Linked DNA regions of Zea mays: region 1 is linked to region 2. A link is a contact called in public Hi-C data. All regions are on one chromosome and are shown on one strand. The core of a region is the stretch at or near the end of the contact, and the rest is flanking DNA. Distances in the headings are between cores, read along the strand shown. Region 1 holds the start of LOC103654267 (probable LRR receptor-like serine/threonine-protein kinase At1g67720). Region 2 holds the start of LOC100191809 (putative RING zinc finger domain superfamily protein).

Region 1 (3,964 bases), core at 910-3,409, 160 kb before region 2:
GGGACCTCTAACTTAAATTTCCTCGTTTCATTTGGTGCCAAATCTTCAATTTCTGCAAAATACGAGACTCCCCAAGCATTTGCTGGGAAACCTTCCAAATCAAGGCGGTAGTTCAATGACCCATCCTGGCCAACTACTGCTGTTTGCATGACCTTTTCAGGTGGTTCTTCGTTGGTACCGACAAATATGGGTTTTGTAGTTGATATTCTTTCAGTCCCTGGAGCAACATCAACAAGGTAATTTGCTCTCCTCACAGAATCAGATTCCCAGATTCTATCAAATGGATCATCAGGATATCTGTGGAACAAGACAAGGAAAACTCTTGTGTTATTTGTTTGCATGAAACAAAATGTAGTTCCTGTTATAACTTAGTAATGACAGTAAAGTGAAGCTTGATCAGAGTTTTGATATGTGGCAGCAGAACAGTGACATGGGACTGTGGATCTTTGAGCTGACGAGGACAGAGAATGTAACAACAATCACCAAATCATGCAGCCATAGTTCTACACACAGGACAGGATACTAAGTTTATATATTTTTTATATGCAATTTTAGTTTATAATTGTGGCCAGATTTGAAGCCTATGTACAATGCAAAAGGCATCAGTACGCATGGTGGTGTGGCAGTATCAGTACCTCACTGAATCATTGCTTCCTGCGCCAAAATTTATCCTCGCAGACAGTCCAAGAAAGAAGCGTGTCTCGTCAGTGGTGTAGTAGAGCGAACCGTTAAACTGTCGAAGCTCCAGAGTAGAGATGAAGGGCTGTCCCGTGCTGGCATTGGAGAGACATACACTGAGCGTGGGAGCAGCAGCCAAGATGATGGCTTCCTCAACGACGGGGGTGGTGGCGTCGTCGACGACGATGGTGGACCAGGGAGACGCTCCGAGGGAGATATCGAACTTCGGGTAGACGTTGCTGTTATCGAAGTTGCCGTAGAGGAAAGTGGCCCTGACAAGGTAGCGCGTCCTGTTCCTGACGTTCATGGTGTAGCAGTGCTTCCTGTTGTCCGCGGGGAAGTAGCGCACGGTGGTCAGCTGCTGCTGGGTCTGCTGCAGGCCATTCTGGACCAGCAGCTGCGCGGCCTGGCCGCCAGAGACGAAGCTGGCATCAGAGGTCCACTGGATCCCAATGGCATCCGTGTGATCACGAGCTCCCCCGCAGTCCAAGCTAATGAAACCTGCAGGAGCAGGATGGGAAGGGGGCAAATTAAAGATGGTGAGGTTTAGATGTAGTACAACACACACATTCCACAAATGGATATAATTAGCTATTTGCCATTGTAATCGTTGACTCCTTGTGGTTATAATTGTGACCGAGGAGTCTGATGGCAATTTTGTGAAACCCATTCTTCGTGATGGGAGATAGCCAATTCAGAGTAGTTGCTTGCTTACTCCGTTAGGTTAGATTTACTAGCACTAACATTTATGGAATGCAAAGGAGCAAAATCAAACAGGGGGTCAGTGTGGATATGCACATTCCTCCTCTTGCAATCTCGCAAATCTGCTGGAGAAGCCGGAACATTCTCCCCATGACACTGACTATATGAGTATGCATGCGTAAACTAGGTAGAGAAAGGGCGGTGCCGCCCTAAACAAAACAACCAGGGGAAATTAAAAAAAACGAATCTTTGGACATGAGAATGGGGATTGGGACTCGGAAGGAGTCAGGAGAGCGACGGCTCACCAGGCTGCGCAGCGGACGGCGAGAAGAGGAGCAGCAGCAGGTGGAAGAGGATAGCGGCGGAGAAGGCGGCAGCCATGGAAGTCGGCTTGCAAGTTCCTCCTCTCTCGCAGCCTCCGCCACCGCAAAGCACAGTGCGCCACTTCTGCTGCTGTTGCTGTTACAAGCAGGCAGGCAGGCAGGATCGATCTAGTACTAGTCCTAGTACTAGATCAGTGTGTTGGTGGACATGGTTGGAGAAAACCTGGAAGCAAGGCGATGGACATCCAGCTTTTTCTACCACTCCGTCTGCACGCGGCGCTCGTCTTTAACTAGTGGTAAAGTGACCTTAATCGATAAAGACGGGCTGACATGGGAGTTTAGAGAGAGAATGTGTGGGAGACAGAGACTGCCAGAAGAGTAGAAAAAGGTTGGCTGGGTGCCTGGGACTCCGTCTCCGTGCGAAATGGAGAGGATCCTCAGCTCATGACGGCCGATGACAACTCATGTCAATTTTCAATATATTTATATTACTTCTCGTCTCATTGTTACCTTTACTAAAGTATCTCGTCTCTCAAAAAATAACATTTCCAAAAATTAAAATACTATATCATTTAATATATTTAATGCAATAAAAACAAATTGAGTTTCAACCTTAAATTATATATTTTAGGAAGTAAATTATATTGTTAGAAAAAATGTTAAGAATGATGTACAAAATAAAGATATGACACTAATATGGGATGTAGTATATTTAGGTCCCTTTATGGTGTGCCCTAAATTTTTTTGATAAAATTTTGTAAAATAGGGCATTGTTATGATTGTTTTTAATGATTAAGTCTATATTTCAAGACGTGGCAGTGATTTATGCCACAGGTAAAGAGCATCTCCAACAATGTGCCACAAAATAGTCCCTCAAAAATTAAAACAATACATAATTTAACATGTTAAGGCATAACAAAACAAATTGTACTTCAACAGTTAGGCCCTAAATCATCCATCTTAGGAAGTAAATTGTATTATTGGGAAATAAAATGTAGAGAATGATGTAGAAAACAAGGATATGACGCTAACCTAGGGTGTAATATATTAGGGTCACTTTATGGTGTGCCCCATATTATTTTTTTATGAAAAATATAAAATAAGACACTATTGAAGCTGTTTTTATGATTTGAGCCCTATATTTTAAACTACGACACTGATTTAAATCACAGTTAGAGATACTCTTATAGTGGAATAGGGACTCACTAGGGACCTCTTTGGAACATAGGGATGATATAGGAATTTCACATGAATTGGTTAAAATATAGAAAAATGTAGGATTCAAAAAATATTCTTTTGTTCTAAAGGGGTTTAGACTAATTAGAGCTTATTTGGCTAGAGCCATATCAGGTAAGCTATTTTTTCAACAATTGCACTTTATCATTGGCATCTTGCTCATCTACACACATTCAGACTCACATCTACCCACATCCAGACTCATCCAGACTGTCGGATAGAAATCCCATCATCGCTGAAATCTATGTCAACGGTTAATTTATAGTGATAGGGTGATCCACCAGTGCTACATGGATAACCCAATAGTGATATAAACACATCATAGTTGGTTCATATCAGAAACTGATAATATTATTTATACATATCATTACCAGATATCATCTTAAACCGTTAGTGGTATCCTGAGTGATACTACCAGTTTAGACAACAACCCAACAATTATACTCATGACACTAGTGCCGGATCACACGATAGTGGATTGTCAATTGTCACTATAGGTCCAATACCACATTGTCATTTCTCACACGCACCAAACATTTTTCACAAGTTACAATACATCGTATATAACTACAAAGGAAAATTTAAGTTAATATCTAGATAGCTATATAATGGAGTCCTTATAAACCAATGTCTCGCCAATTAGCCTCTTATATCACTAGTTTATTAACAAGCCAAAGTATCTGTCGGTGGGAGAAATTCACCGGCCGGGTGACGGAATGCACCCGCCCTAATCCTAAGATGAGGAGGGGGCCTAAGCGTTTTACCTGTTATGTGGATTTGGGATGAACACACGAGGACACGAGGGATTAGAGTGGTTCAGGCCGTCGGAGCGTAATACCCTACCTCCACTGTGTGTATGTAGCATTGAGTATGTGTCAAACCTGTGTCTGTGTGGTTGAGAGCTTGTGTGCGAACTTGAGCGTCCGTGCCTTGTAACGCTGTGTGCCTTCCCTTTTATAGTTTAAGGGAGGCACATACAAGAATGCTGAGCCCCGACATGTGGGCCCAGAAGCATAATAGTAGGA
Region 2 (4,024 bases), core at 756-3,255:
GTTTATATTGCTTTGGTGACAACAAAATTTTTGGTAGTTAATTTGTTTCCCATCCTTTATGTTTGTTCACTCAATTTTTATTTGTTTTCCATCCAGCTGAAATGTTTTAATGTCATCATTCTTCCTCATTTGTATGAACATGTACAAGAGTTTTTTTGTGATTAGTTGTGACAATCAGACGAGTTCTTGTTGCATTTCCAGCGAGTTACAAGCATGTGAAATATTACATTTTCATGCATAATATTTTTTGTATGGATCTAACTTGTGAGCCATTTGCAGCTAGCTGGGAATGCTAGCAAGGATTTGAAGGTGAAGCGTATCACCCCTCGCCATTTGCAGCTAGCTATTCGTGGAGACGAGGAGCTGGACACTCACCAAGGGCACCATCGCAGGCGGAGGTGTCATACCGCACATTCACAAGTCCCTGATCAACAAGTCATCCAAGGAGTGAAGACTAGGGGATGGGCATCTTTAGTTTAAACTGGACTTCTGTGTGCTCCTGAGCGAGTCCTTGTTGTACTGTAGGTTTTAGTTGAGCTGTTAGGTTGGAGCTCCTTTGTGTAACGCTTTGTGTAACGCATGCCTGGTACTGCTTTATTAGTTATTTGGTTATTATGTTTGTGTTGAGTTGTTAACTTCAGGGGTGCAAACCTGGATGCTTATTTAGTTATGTGACTACTGCTATTCGGTTTATGTTGTGGTTTGTTTTTATTTTTACATTTTTTGTAGCTACAATTATACTTATAATATGTTGTTGGTAGCCCTGTGGGGTGCTGGGGGCTCAAATTTATCATCTAAAGCAAAGAATTATTGATGTACCTGTAGCTTTTTGGTTCTTATAATTGCTTAGGGTTGTTACCTTTTTTGGTTACATATATACTGCTCTATTTGATTTTTTTTATTGAACTTCAAGAGAGTGCGTTTAGAGTTATTGCGGATAACTATGTCACGGATGATGGTCGGACGAGTGTTGTCCATTGTGCTCCTGCTTTTGGCGAAGACGATCATTGTGTTTGCCTTGCTGTTGGGATATTTGAGGTTGGAATTCTTTTTCTTTAATTCATGTACATCTTCACTAACTGATGTGCGACTAATGCTAAGGTATTAAGAGGTTAAGAGAAATGGGAAGATCAGTAAACCAGTAATCTCCTTTTCATAAACTTGGGGAAATAGCGCTATGTATTTAACTAAAATGACACTATTAAACCATAGGTCATAGGTATAATCCAAGTGTCACTACAGTTTTTATATAAGTTAGTTCACTGGAGAACAGACTTATCCGCCTTCAGTAATGCATTTGTTGTGTTCTTCCCACTACTACTGGTACTGAGCTTTTTGCTCACTAGGCAACGACTGATGAAGGAGTGGGCGTTGGCTGCAGGTGGCAAGCAATCGTTGCCTACATCAACGCCGGATGCTACTACTTCATTGGTATACCCCTCGACATTGCTCTCATAGTACGAGCGACCGTGCTAACTGGTAGATGGGTGATTCAGCCCTAGCCAAATTCTTTTGTGCGTGTATCAGCTGCTGAGGAGAGGTGATTCCAAGAATGAGTGCACTACTGCTATTGGCTTCAAGTGGATGCTTAATCAGGCGATGACTAAAACATGCAGTATAGACAATTTAATTGGATATCATTTTTCTTTTTATGTTCACTCAGTTCCAGTTCATTCACAACTAGGTGCAATGCACGGGCACTGACCTATCTTATATAATACACTACTAGGTGAGTGCCCGTGCATCACAGGCCCGAATTTCTCTTCGATGTCATCCCAGATAGCTCGCGGATGTCATCCTCTATCTCATAACTGCATAACACATATTTGTATATATAAGTTATCGAGATATTATATGTCCCCGTTGTAACGCACGGACCTAGTGTATATATATAAACAAACAAACAAAATAGTGAGTGAATTGGAGCGCGGCCTCACATAGGCCAGCCCGGTCTGCCAAGCCCACGCCCACTAGACGGCAACAGCCGGCCCACAACGAACGACTGCTTTTCTTTCTTTCTTTCTTGATCGAGACGATCGACTGCTTTGTCTCGCCTCCCCAAGCGAGAAGCGACCGACTCCCGCCGCCGTTGCCAGCCATGGACGGCGGTGACGACCTCGCCGCCCTGCACGAGCAGGTCGCCCTCGCATTCTCCGCCGCCATCTCGGCCTCCGACCTCGACCTTGCCTTCCAGCTCCAGGTCGCCGAGGCCATCCAAGCCTCCCTCGGCTTGCCCAATGCCGCCGCCCCGTCATCATCGTCGCAAGCCGCCCCAGAGTCATCCTCCGACGCCACCTACGCCTTCGCCGTCCAGGCCGCCGATCTCGCGCGCGCAGAGGAGGACCGCCGCGACGCCGAGGCCTGCCGAGCCGCCAACGCCCGAGCCGCCGCCAACGCCCGCGTCGTCGCGCACGACGCCCTCTTCGCCCGCGACCTCGCTGCCATCCCCGAGGAACAGTGGGACCACGACGGCGACTACTTCGAGCGCCCCGTCGAGTCCTCGCCCTGCCCGCCGTTCCGCGTCTTCTCCAAGGGCATGGCGAGCAGGGAGGTTGTGGCCCCGCGGGACCGGGACCCCAGCGTCGCCGTGCTCGCCGTCGCTATCTATGGGCCGCAGGGGGAGGAGGTCCTTAGGATACAGAAGCTGGTGGAGCGCTTCGTGGGTGGCCGCATGATGGTGGAGTTGATGGCGCTGATGGAAGGCCTCGACGCAGCTCTGGGGCTGGGCATCCGCAGTGTCACCATGGTTACGGGTTACGGCCCTCTCTACAAGCATGTATGACATGCCAAATGCCAACTCCTGGATAAATCCATGATTAAAAAGAAACTTCAAGATAAATCCTCCATCTATTTTATATTAGTTGATTGACTTCATGACTTGCCTAAGAGATATCGTTAGTAGAGAACGAGTCTAGTTGAATCAATAAAAAAACTATTTTAGTAGATAGATTTGGCGCTGCTGTTTCCATGTGCTTAGGATATTTCCCTGTTTTAGTATTGGTTCAATTCTGAATCTTACTGGGTACTCATCTGAGTGGACAAGCTAGCAGCGCTGTACTGTCTACTGAACAGGATTTGGTAATTTACTTTAGACTATAATTGGACTACTTATCTAAACTTGCGCTGCTTGTCTTGCTTATTACAGCACAGAGGAATAAGGATATAATCTATCCGTCAGACTTTTTCATTGATAGCCAGTTCTCAATGGTTTCTGTTGTTTTGTTGATTCCTTCTTTCATTTACCAGTTCAATTTGAAAACGTTGTACTGCTTTTTCTGCTCTCACTATTCATGAGAAACATATGAAAGTCCTGCTTTGTTAGTTAAAAAAAGCAGAAACCTAAGTGTTAGAATTTGAGATGTTACCACCCTTAACTTTTTTTGTGGTTTCAATGTATTTCTTTACCCATGCCTTGATCAATCATCATGTTTTCAGTCAATGGTTAGTTCACTAAGAAGTCAGTCGTACTCAATACTCACAAACATTTAGTTATATGTATAACACTAAAAATGAAGCATTTGTTGTAACACAACTGAATTGTGTTACATGTTTTAATTCACCTGTTCAGTAAGAATGGTAAACCTAAAGATATGTCTAGTTCAGTGCCAGTTTTTGGTGTTGTGTACATCTTCAGTGTGCTTAGGTCTTAGGCTAGTGCTTCTGTTTCCATGTGCTTAGGATATTTCGTTTGTTTCAATGTCTGTTCAGTTCTGAATCTTTTTTTTTGACTGTCAAGGGCCTGGATTCCATTGCATTAGCCATGGGGACGGCAATTTACATTGGAAGGGTACTACATCTCAAAGCATATAGAAGAAAGATACATGGGGTTAGGGAGAGAGGGGAACATAAGCATATGTTACCGACTTCCCTCTGGTAAGTCCGTAACTTGTGTTTCCTGGTGTCTCTCAAGGGTGAGTGGAGGGGGATGTTGGAATGAAGCAGTGCGTAGGGAAGAGGAGGACGCTGACCGACTAGGTTCCCTGTGCTGGCGTTGTGCCCAGCCAGGATGACCCAAGACGATCCC

What was found. Hi-C and Micro-C count contacts between places; a contact is called where the count stands out from the background.
Region 1: a contact with region 2 is called in a Hi-C map of tassel, with 4 times the contacts expected there. The contact joins the promoter of LOC103654267 here to the promoter of LOC100191809 in region 2. A contact is called at or near these places in 7 of 25 Hi-C or Micro-C datasets (ear, leaf, root tip and 2 more) and 1 of 3 datasets of contacts at active chromatin or transcription factors (leaf).

The regions. Positions count from the first base shown.
Region 1 is chr4:188,558,879-188,562,842 of Zm-B73-REFERENCE-NAM-5.0, reverse strand. It overlaps LOC103654267 (probable LRR receptor-like serine/threonine-protein kinase At1g67720), which reads right to left and starts at 2,159. Exons shown (of 15, transcript XM_008681100.3): 1 at 1,686-2,159; 2 at 636-1,179; 3 at 1-297. The coding sequence starts at 1,761.
Region 2 is chr4:188,400,676-188,404,699 of Zm-B73-REFERENCE-NAM-5.0, reverse strand. It overlaps LOC100191809 (putative RING zinc finger domain superfamily protein), which reads left to right and starts at 2,005. Exons shown (of 3, transcript NM_001137234.1): 1 at 2,005-2,776. The coding sequence starts at 2,099. LOC103654265 (a long non-coding RNA gene) reads left to right here. Exons shown (of 2, transcript XR_565990.2): 2 at 1-5.